Regions from separate parts of the Capra hircus genome. Here region 1 is linked to region 2. The links are chromatin contacts, called in public Hi-C maps. All regions are on one chromosome and are shown on one strand. Each heading gives the region's core, a stretch centred on a gene start, on an enhancer-like site or on the middle of the called end of the contact. The rest is flanking DNA. Distances are from core to core; before and after follow the strand shown.

Region 1 (4,997 bases), core at 2,361-4,860, 37 kb before region 2:
CATCCATGGGATTTTCCAGACAAGAGTACTGGAGTGGGTTGCCATTGCCTTCTCCTATTATAATAGCTACACTTTCTTATTCTTTCAAGCTATTTGAGCACAGTACTTTTCAGGGATAGAAATTCTGCTAAAATAATCTTCCGTTTCTTAGTAAAGTAAAAAAAATCATTCCCAGCACATCACAAAGGGGAAAAAAGCCCAAAACACAGGACAGCCACTGCCGCTTCTGCCACTTCCAACCGCAGCGTCGCCAACGTCCTTAACTTCATTTGGGCACCATCGACCTCTGAGGCTAAGGAGAGCAGACAAGAAGAGACAAATCATACCTTCCTCATGTTTTCTGCATCTAAGGCAACTATTTCCAGTTGGTCCCTTTCCTGCTCGACCTCGGTCAACCTTTGCAGCAACACCTCTTTCTCATCCTGCAGCCTTCTGCACTCGCTCTGGGCCTGAGCGGCCTGGCCCTTCACAGTCCCCAGGTACTCTTGCAGCCCACTGATGACGCCTTCTAAGTCCTTCTTCAGGGCTTCATTTGCTGCTATCTGGCCTAAGCAAGACAGAGAAAGGGGAGGTGATGATCTATACAAGAAGATGCTTTCAGGATACATTATTACTGCATTTAGACTCCTTAGCTATTTGTTACCAGCTAAGAATGAAATTCGATTCTAATAATGATTTCCTACTATCTTATTTTTCATATTTAAGATACAATAATAGCTTCCCCCCTATTATCCATGGTACGGGAGTATCAAGCATGTATACAATAAAAATAGTATAATCATTGGCATTGCTTATGAAATGCTTTAATTCATGCTGTAAAAAGTTTCAAGTAGTAATTTCCAAATAAAATAATGAAGAATGTGCAACAAAACTGAGCTCTTACTACTGGACACACGAAACAAAACCAAGTCAAATCCAAGATTAGCAGCATTAACCTATAACCTGAAGACTTAAAAAAACAACCACCAATCACATCCTCGGTGACTGCCTACTATGTCCAGGCACTTTATGAACACTATCTCATTTAAACCTCTCTAAAACTAAATGATCACGACAAAAATAACTTGTCCCAGGTCATACAGCTGATAACAGCAAAACGAGGCCTGGGATCTTTTTACACCAAGCCAAGGTTCTTATCACTACAGTCTAGTATCTTCCTCTTCCACTATTTCGGCAATGCCACGATTTAAATTTGCATTCCAAAAATAGATTCTAAAATTCTTTTCTGCACTCTCCTTATAACCAGACACTGAGTGCTTGATAGCAGGGATAAGTGACAAGGATTTTATGCCTTAGAAGAAGACAATCACGTACCAGTGTTTATCATGATCACGTATGCACTTCCTGCCACAGTGACCTGACTCATTAGGACATCAACCCAAGAAAACCAAAATAAAAATGTTTAACTTTATTAAACATTTTTGAGAACTCTGTAAATATTTCCCTATCAAATACTAGCAATAACAGCTGAAGCATATTCAGCTAATATTTGGATTAACACCTGTCATTTGTCTTTTACTAACACTGAAACTGATATACCTCAAATCCTGCTTAGAATTCTCACCTTCAGTAAGCTGTTGTTCAAGGTCCTTAATCTCTTCAGTTTCTTTAGCAATTCTAGAAAGTATCTCGTCCAAACGGCTTTCAAGTTGTTTGTACTGCTTGTTCATAATGTCAAATTGTTGTTCTTTACCCCTTTTCTGAGCCTTCATATGGCACTAAATTGAAAAAAAAATGATCCAAATTCTTTTAATGTTTATAAAAACAATGATCCTTATAACATCTCTAAGGAAGAATGGAAAGGAAATGCAACGATCTGCACCTGTTCTGTGTCAGACACTGTGTTGTTTTCACATGAGCTGCTTTCTCTGCGACCCCGTGGACTGCAGCACGCCAGGCCTCCCTGTCCATCACCCACCCCGGGGGCTTGCTCAGCCTCATGTCCATCAAGTCAGTGATGCCATCCAACCATCTCATCCTCTGTCGTCCCCTTCTCCTCCTGTCTTTACTCTTTCCCAGCATCAAGGTATTTTCCAACGAATCAGCTCTTCACATCAGGTGGCCAAAGTATTGGAGCTTCAGCTTCAGCATCAGCCCTTCCAATGAATATTCAGGACTGGTTTCCTTTAGGATTGACTGGTTTGATCTCCTTGAAGTTGAAGGGACTCTCAAGAGTCTTCTCCAACTCCATAGTTCAAAAGCATCAATTCTTTGGCACTCAGCATTCTTTATGGTCCAACTCTTACACCCGTACATGACTACAGGAAAAACCATAGCTTTGACTAGATGGATCTTTGTCAGCAAAGTAATGTTTTTATAATATTTTGGGGGAGATAGAGACATGAAACAAACTCTTCCTTAGAATTCAATTTTATTTTCAATTCTTTATACAAAGAAACATTTTGCTTTTAAGTTCTATAAACTGGGAGTTGAGAGAGACCTCAAAGACCATTTAGGCCAGTGATCCTCAAGACGGAGGGCCCTATGGAGGCACGCCTTTCTCCTCCAACCACTACATATATTCCTGGTAGAAAAAAAGCTTTCACACACCCACATCTACCTTGACAGTCATTGCTTTAGGGAGCTGCTGTTAACTGAAAGGACTGGACTGCATTTCTCAGGTGTGCTGGGATAAACACCTGAGAACCAATGCTCTAGTCTACCTCTTTCTTTCACGCATGAGGATGTAATCTCAGGTCCACCAAATGACTTGCCCAGGTCTCCTTAGGCGACTGTTCATATGGAGACAAAATGATTCCCCAGAGAACCTGTGTCCTCCCACACACACTCTCAGAGCTCTAGCTTGCCCCCACAGGATCAGAGGAACATGACAAAAATAAATCAAGAGAAAGTGATCAGGAGAAAGAGCTATATCCATCTGAGTAACCAACTCCATTCTTCTCAAGTCTAAGACTATAATTTCACTATAAAAGAACAGTCCTCAGCTTTGCATGCTGTTGCCTCCAAAGACAAGAAAGAAAGTCTCTTCATTTCTGAAGAACAGATGAGAGCCAGCTTGACTCAATGGGATTTTCAAAACTCCTCCTACTCTCCCAAAATACCCATTTGAAATCTTTCTCAAAAGGTAACTAAAGATAAAAGCTTAAATTCTAAGTAAATTTAGGATTTTTGTGGCTCAGAGTGAATTTTTAAAATCTTCTGCCCTCATATTTGTATCAATAAATCTTAAAAATTCACCATTAAAACTTCTACTGAAATCTCTACATGCAGGACAAAAAATTAGTTCAATACGTCAATGATCTGCATTAAACACATGGGAGCAAAAGTATATTCAGCGATTTTCCCTACCGTGGAGCTCACAATAGAGGTATTGTAAAAACAGGAACTTACATCTCTGACTCCTCCTCCTTTCTAAGTCCTCGTACAGCGAGCGAGAGAGAGAAAATGGTCATACCTTAACTTAGAATGTGTCCTGTTAAAACTGAGCCGTTGAGAACAGAGGAGCTGTGGGCGGAACGCTTTCTAATGTTGCCTTGAAACTCATGTGCACTTCCCTCTCTGACAGCCACATTTTTGTAAGCGCCTCCGAGCCTCTAACCTCCCAGCACTTCAAACCACATTCCTGGCGGAGGCTGAGCGGCAACCCAGCTCATCCAATCGCAAGCAGCCTCTGCAAGCAGGCCCCACCCTCCACGCTTTAAATCACAACACAGGAAGCTCCCCCAGGCCAATCACGAAAACGTCTGCAACAGATTACTACAGGCTGATTGCCTCTAGGGGTACTGTTACCTTTTGCTTCCAGAGGGCATAGCTAGATAGTGAACAGGGATACAAATCCCCCCTTATTACATTTGTTCCTTGTTCCTCTGATATTTCTGCTTCTAGCTGTGAACCGTTTTCTCTAACTAAAGGGATTTGATTTTTACATAGTATCTTTTGCTTTTGAAAACTAGTTAAATGCTTGCGTTTGTTGAAGACTTGATTAGGCTCGGCACTGAGCTAATTTTAAAAGTAATTAATCTCTTTAGATTTGTAACTCCTTTGTGAGGAGAAAGTCATCTAGTAGCGTAAGCATGGGCTCTGCCTCTTACTAAAAGGGAGACTTGGGAAATCATTTCAGTTCAGTTCAGTTGCTCAGTCGTGTCCCACTCTTTGCGACCCCATGAACTGCAACACGCCAGGCCTCCCTGTCCATCACCAACTCCCAGAGTTCACCCAGACTCACGTCCATCGAGTCAGTGATGCCATCCAGCCATTTCATCCTCTGTCGTCCCCTTCTCCTCCTGCCCCCAATCCCTCCCAGCATCAAAGTCTTCCAATGAGTCAACTCTTCTCATGAAGTGGCCAAAGTACTGGAGTTTCAGCTTCAGCATCATTCCTTCCAAAGAAATCCCAGGGCTGATCTCACTTTTATCTTATTTGTTGTTGTTCAGTCACTAAGTTGAGTCTGATTCTTTTGTGACCCAATGGACTGTATGTAGCCCGCCAGACTCCTCTGTCCATGGAAATTTCCAGGCAAGAATACTGGAGTGGGTTGCCATTTCCTTCTCTAGGGGATCTTCTGACCCAGGGATGGAACCCACATCGCCTGCATTAGCAGGCAGATTGTTTTTTAAACCACTGGGAACTAGGGAAGTCCCCCCCTTCTTTTTTTTTTTTTTAATCTTATGCAAGGTAAAAAGTCACCGATCTCATTTGGATGCTGTAATAAAATAAAGTTCCTCACAGTATATCCTAAAGCCAAGCGCAATGCAAGACACATCACTGTCCCTTAATACGTTTCTCATCATATCTTTACCGCTTTCTGATCTGCCAAGCTTTTACTTTTAAATTCTATTTGCAATTCAGAAAAATACTTCATCTGATAATAAAGGTTAGTCTACATCTGCAGAAAAATATGCACAATGCCATGCTTCTTTCCCTCTTGCTAAACTGTTCACATTTTGCAGCAATAAAATGGGGGCCAGACACTAGCCAATAAGGTAACTTTGTGCAAACCAGAAAAAAGATGCTCCTTCTGGGTAAATGAACTAAAC
Region 2 (5,420 bases), core at 1,488-3,987:
GAGCTAACTCAGTAAAATGGGATTTACTGTACTTGAGGAAGGACACCGGGCAGCAGTAAAACCTTGAAGCATGAGTTTAAGAGAGAGAGAGCGACGTTGCTCAACCAAGGCTGCGGTCCACAATTACATAAACAACAGAAAGACCGAGCAATAGAAAAGAGAAGACAGGGATGAGAGGCAGGGCTAGTGCGTGCGAAGGGGCAGGATAAACCAAAATCAAAACAAGTCCAGAGCTGGAGATAGTCTGAAAACCCAGAAGGAAGTCTGCAGAATAAAAGAAAGCCACTGGAATGATGTGATAGTCAAAATCATATGATTGAGCACCCTGTCCTTCTGATTCGGAAACTTGCCTTGATCTAACAACCCCTCCACCACAGCTTAGTAGAGGCTACACCTTCACCTCTATCCAGCCTTTCCTAAGATTCCATCATCTCTGATCTTTTCCAAATGAGAATGCTGCTGCTGCTAAGTCGCTTCAGTCATGTCCAACTCTGTGTGACCCCACAGATGGCAGCCCACCAGGCTCCGCCGTCCCTGGGATTCTCCAGGCAAGAACACTGGAGTGCGTTGCCATTTCCTTCTCCAATGCATGAAAGTGAAAAGTGAAAGTGAAGCCACTCAGTCATGTCCGACTCTTCATGACCCCATGCACTGCAGCCTACCAGGCTCCTCCGTCCATGGGATTTTCCAGGCAAGAGTACTGGAGTGGAGTGCCATTGCCTTCTCCGTCCAAATGAGGCAGATCTCTATAATTCACAAACCTTCCATCTCTCTTCCCAGCTACTCCAATAAGCAAATATCCATCCCCATTTCTTGACCTCCATATGCCTCTCCATGGCACCCCTTAGCCCTTTAAGCACATCTCAGTACTTTCCCTATAATTTGACTTCATCCCATACCCTCTGACCCATTTCAACACTCTTACTCTCCAACTAGGCCTTTCAAATATCCTGACTCCTATTCCTCACCAACAGCAATTCTCCCATCCTGTGCTCATCAGCCTTTGCCTCCCACCCTTCATCCCATTCTGACTGCCAAGTTCTCCCACAAAGTCTCTTCCCTAACACTGTACTAGTCTTCTCCATTTCGCTACAGTTCTCTCCAGTGCCCTGCCTCCACATTGCTGTATTCATCCTGATTTCCCAAACTGCTCATCACAGCAAATATTCTGACCCCCTAACTCATTCAAATATTCTGGCTTCTAATTATCCCCTCTTCAAACAAAATACTCCAGTCTCCATCCATTCCACTTCATCTCAACTCAGCTGGCTATCTACTTGCCTCTCCCTTCTAACACCCTGACACCTATGTCCCTCTGTATCCTATTAACATCCCAAGCTCTCCTCTCACATCTCTCTCCATGCTACTCAGGTATGGGGAGGGGGGGAAGCTTCCCAAACCTTTCCATTATTTTTTTTTTTTCAGTCATTCAATTTTATTCCACAACTTTAAGGCACCAAGAACTGTGCTAGATTCTAAGAATACAGGGATGAGAAGGCAGGGCTTCCACACTCAAAACACACAACAGGATCAGGTCTCTGCCCCAACAGCATTCTTCACAACACCTTACAATTACAATTAAATGATTATTTGTGAAACAACTTGATTATTTCTTGTTTCTCTTCTAGAGTCTAGGCCACAAGACAGTAGAGGCACTCTAAAGACATTACCAAACAAATTCTTGCAGATAATGTATATTACGATCATTATTAGCCTCATTTATAAGTGACACTGTATCATTAAGAATTAAGAGCTTGGTTTCTACAACTAAGTCTGAGTTCAAATGTTAATTTTCCACTTTCTGTGTGACACTGGCAATTTATTTAACCTCTCTGACCCACAGTTTCATCTTTTAAGATGGGAATGATGACCTCGTTCAAGTGATTTTAAATTCTAAATCAGTTAATGGGAAGGACTAAAGGACGGAGAACTGAATCTGGCACACACGGTACACTCAAAAGTGATCAGTGAGTATTTTCACAAACGAGGAAACATTACCAAGCCCCAGTCTCACAGTCAGTAGCACAGGTGGCAGAATCAAGACGTGAAGCCAAGCTTTGACTTGAAATGCACCTATCCCTTAACCGTTATACGACAAAGTACTTGCTCTTCCCTTTCTTTTAACTTTTCTTCCCCATATCCTAACTCTCCTTTTTCTCCGCGTACTGGATTCCGCTCGGTTTCAGGACGCCCGTCAGGGTACCAAACCATCCTGGCTCCCAGCCATGGCCCGCAGACACCTGGCACACCTCCGCCCTCCTCCGCTCGGCAGCGGGACCCTACCTTTCACTCGCCCAACCCCCGCGTCCACACCTCCCCACACTCCGGTCCTTCATCCCAAAGCCCCCACCCCGTGCCCTCCTCGCTTCTTATCCAAACCTCCCTCCATCCTCCTCCCCGCGCCGGTTCCGGGCCCTCCCCTCCTTCCCGTCCAATCCCAACTCCCAGGCACACGCCCCCGCCCCAATCCATCCCTCGCTGGGTCCAGGCCTTCCCGCCTTCGCCGCTGGTCCCCACCCGCTCCGCCTGGAGGCCGGAGAACGGCCTAGACCAGGCCTGGCACTCACCACGAAGGAGCGAGGCCGAGCAAGCCCGCCGGACGAGGCCGCGCGGAGAGGTGCCGGTAGTTCCCTTCAGGCGCCCAGCGGCGCGGCAGCCATTTTGTTGTGTTGTGCCGGTTGCCGTGGGGCCGTGCGCGCCGCGTGGGCGGAGCCTGTAGCGGCCACGCCCCTCCCCGGAGCTTGGGGGCGGGACCAGGCTTCCCGCCCCTCAGTCGGCCAGGGCCGCGGGCGCGCAAAGGCGCGTGGGAGCCCGCGGGATCCCGCGGGAGCCCGCGCGAGGCGAGATTTCGCGCTGCCGGCGGCGAGAGGTTCCGCTCTTTTCTCTGAGGCGAAGCGGCTGACTCCTCATGCTCAGGCCTTGACACGCTCCGCGGGAGCTGGGCCTGAGGACGACCTGAGAGACCGATGTAGCGCTGTCACCAAGCCCGCGCATTCCCATTACCAGCCGTCAGGCTTTGAACTAGTGTGCCTCGCCGCACGCTCCTCCTTCGCACGGCCCGTTTCTGAGACGAATTCTCTTCAGGGGCCAGACAGGCCAGACGTAGATGAACCTCTGAGGGAACGCAGTTTAGGTTTCAGATGCACCCGAGGTTACGGGAATGAGAGCAGCCTGGGAGTCCTGGCTGAGAATAGTCCTCAGGTTGTGACAGGAAAGCCAAAACAAGAAGCAGTCGAAGAAACTTCGGCTGTGGCCTGCCTGAAAGGGCGGCATTCCACCACATACTTTTAACACATAGTTTAAGAGAATTTAGCACTTACTGTGCTGAATGCTAGGGAAATACGGTGAATTCTTTTTAAAAAATCTGGTCTCTAAGGACACTGTTCCTCCATTCCAGCTTCCCATTTCCCAGCTGGTACCTTGGACAGTATCACCGTAAGAGGTTGCACCGTCGCCAAAAACCGCCAAAGCAGGTACTAAGTCTCCTTTACCACAATTCTCCAATCTTAACGGCTCGCTTGGAAGACCCCCTCTTAGCACAGTTCTCTTCCTTGTGACTTCGAATCCCTTGTTCTTACCAGTTTTCCATACTCAGTTCCTTCCTTTCTTCAGAATCCGTGGTCTATCTGTGTAACACTGTTAGGAATTTCCTCTTTCTGTGCCTCAGTTTCCTCCTCTATGAAACAGGATAATCCTACCCACTTCCTGATAGTTATAAAAGTTAGTGCTTGTGGAAAGAGTTCTAAGTTCTTTCTTATGTCCTGTAATAAGTTCTCAGTATGTTTTACTTATTTTAGTATTAGGCAAAGGTTTTCCAGAGGAAATGATGCCTCATCCTTGAGTCTTGGAAGAACCAAATAACTTAATCAAGGAGTATGGGAGTGGGGAAAAATTTGCTTGGCAAAGGGAGCAACTTGTGCAAACCCAAGGAAGAATGGGGAGAAGGAGCTTGGCAATGAGCTGATGTTAAATAAATAAGGATGGCAGCCAAAAATCTGGAGTGCAGAAGCTAAAGCAAGAAGAGGGGCCTTGTTATGAACCATCTTAAGCACTTGTAATTTTTCTGAAAGGCAGAGATGGATTCAGGAATCAGAAATTCGGGTAGTTTTCAACAGGGGGCTCCATTCACATTCACATTTAAGTGAATGATGCTTCTCTCTCCCCCACTAGTATTTAAGCAACACGGGAGACCCTTTGAGCTCTAGAAAAGTCAAAATTCATGAAAAGCCCCACATTTTAAATTGAAAGGAAGATCTATCCTTTTTTAAAAAAAATTCTAAGCTCAGATGATATTTATTAGTTTGGAATGTGTACATTGCTGACTTTTAGCTCTATTATTTTTTGTTGCTTTGTTCTGACACTTTTTTTTCTCTTTTCTGACAGAGAATTAGATTTATTGTGTCACCTCACAGCTATACCTGTTAAAGTCTGTAATGATATTCAGGTAGGGTCCATTGTCAAATCATGGTATGCTGGTGTAGTTCATTATCAATCTAATAAGTAGCTGTCGAAAATATACACAAAGTCCAGAGAATGGTCAGTCAGTCAGTTCAGTTGTTCAGTCATGTCCGACTCTTTGTGACCCCTTGGACTGCAGCACACCATGCCTCCCTGTCCATCACAAACTCCTGGAGTTTACTCAAACTCATGTCCACTGAGTCAGTGATGCCATCCAACCATCTCATTCTCTGCCATCCACTTCTTCTCCTGCCTTCAATCTTTCCCAGCATCAGGGTCTTTTCAAATGAGTCAGTTCTTTGCATCAGGTGGCCAAAATATTGGAGTTTCAGCTTCAACATCAGTCCTTCCAATGAATATTCAAGACTGATCTCCTTTAGGATGGACTGGTTGGATCTCCTTGCAGTCCAAGGGACTCTCAAGATCTTGTCCAACACCACAGTTCAAAAGCATCAATTCTTCTGCACTCAGCTTTCTTTATAGTCCAACTCTCACATCTATACATGACTACTGGAAAAACAATAGCCTTGACTAGATGGACCTTTGTTGGCAAAGTAATGTCTCTGCTTTTGAATACGCTGTCTAGGTTGGTCATAACTTTCCTTCCAAGGAGCAAGCATCTTTTAATTTCATGGCTGCAGTCGACCATTTAGGCATGACCTAAATCAAATCCCAAAGTGACAAACAGATTCAAGGGATTCAGTCAGTCAGTCAGTTCAGTCACTCAGTCGTGTCTGACTCTTTGCAACCCCATGAATCGCAGCATGCCAGGCCTCCCTGTCCATCACCATCTCCCAGAGTTTACTCAGACTCAAGTCCATCGAGTCCGTGATGCCATCCAGCCATCTCATCCTGGGTCATCCCCTTCTCCTCCTGCCCCCAATCTCTCCCAGCATCAGAGTCTTTTCCAATGAGTCAACTCTTAGCATGAGGTGGCCAAAGTATTGGAGTTTCAGCTTTAG

Evidence for each region. Hi-C and Micro-C count contacts between places; a contact is called where the count stands out from the background.
Region 1: a contact with region 2 is called in a Hi-C map of blood, with 2.1 times the contacts expected there. The contact joins the enhancer-like site here to the promoter of CNTRL in region 2. A contact is called at or near these places in 2 of 5 Hi-C or Micro-C datasets (both in blood).

What each region holds. Positions count from the first base shown.
Region 1 is chr8:110,245,319-110,250,315 of ARS1.2, reverse strand. It overlaps CNTRL (centriolin), which reads right to left. Exons shown (of 44, transcript XM_018052712.1): 13 at 1,565-1,718; 14 at 327-547. Among named protein-coding and RNA genes, the nearest start is that of CNTRL, 38 kb to the right of the region's middle. Within about 2 kb of position 3,610, at least 3 of the 5 cell types and tissues checked have an H3K27ac peak or open chromatin away from gene starts, as enhancers often do.
Region 2 is chr8:110,207,021-110,212,440 of ARS1.2, reverse strand. It overlaps CNTRL (centriolin), which reads right to left and starts at 2,737. Exons shown (of 44, transcript XM_018052712.1): 1 at 2,568-2,737. LOC102183692 (a long non-coding RNA gene) reads left to right here and starts at 2,868. Exons shown (of 7, transcript XR_310251.3): 1 at 2,868-3,473.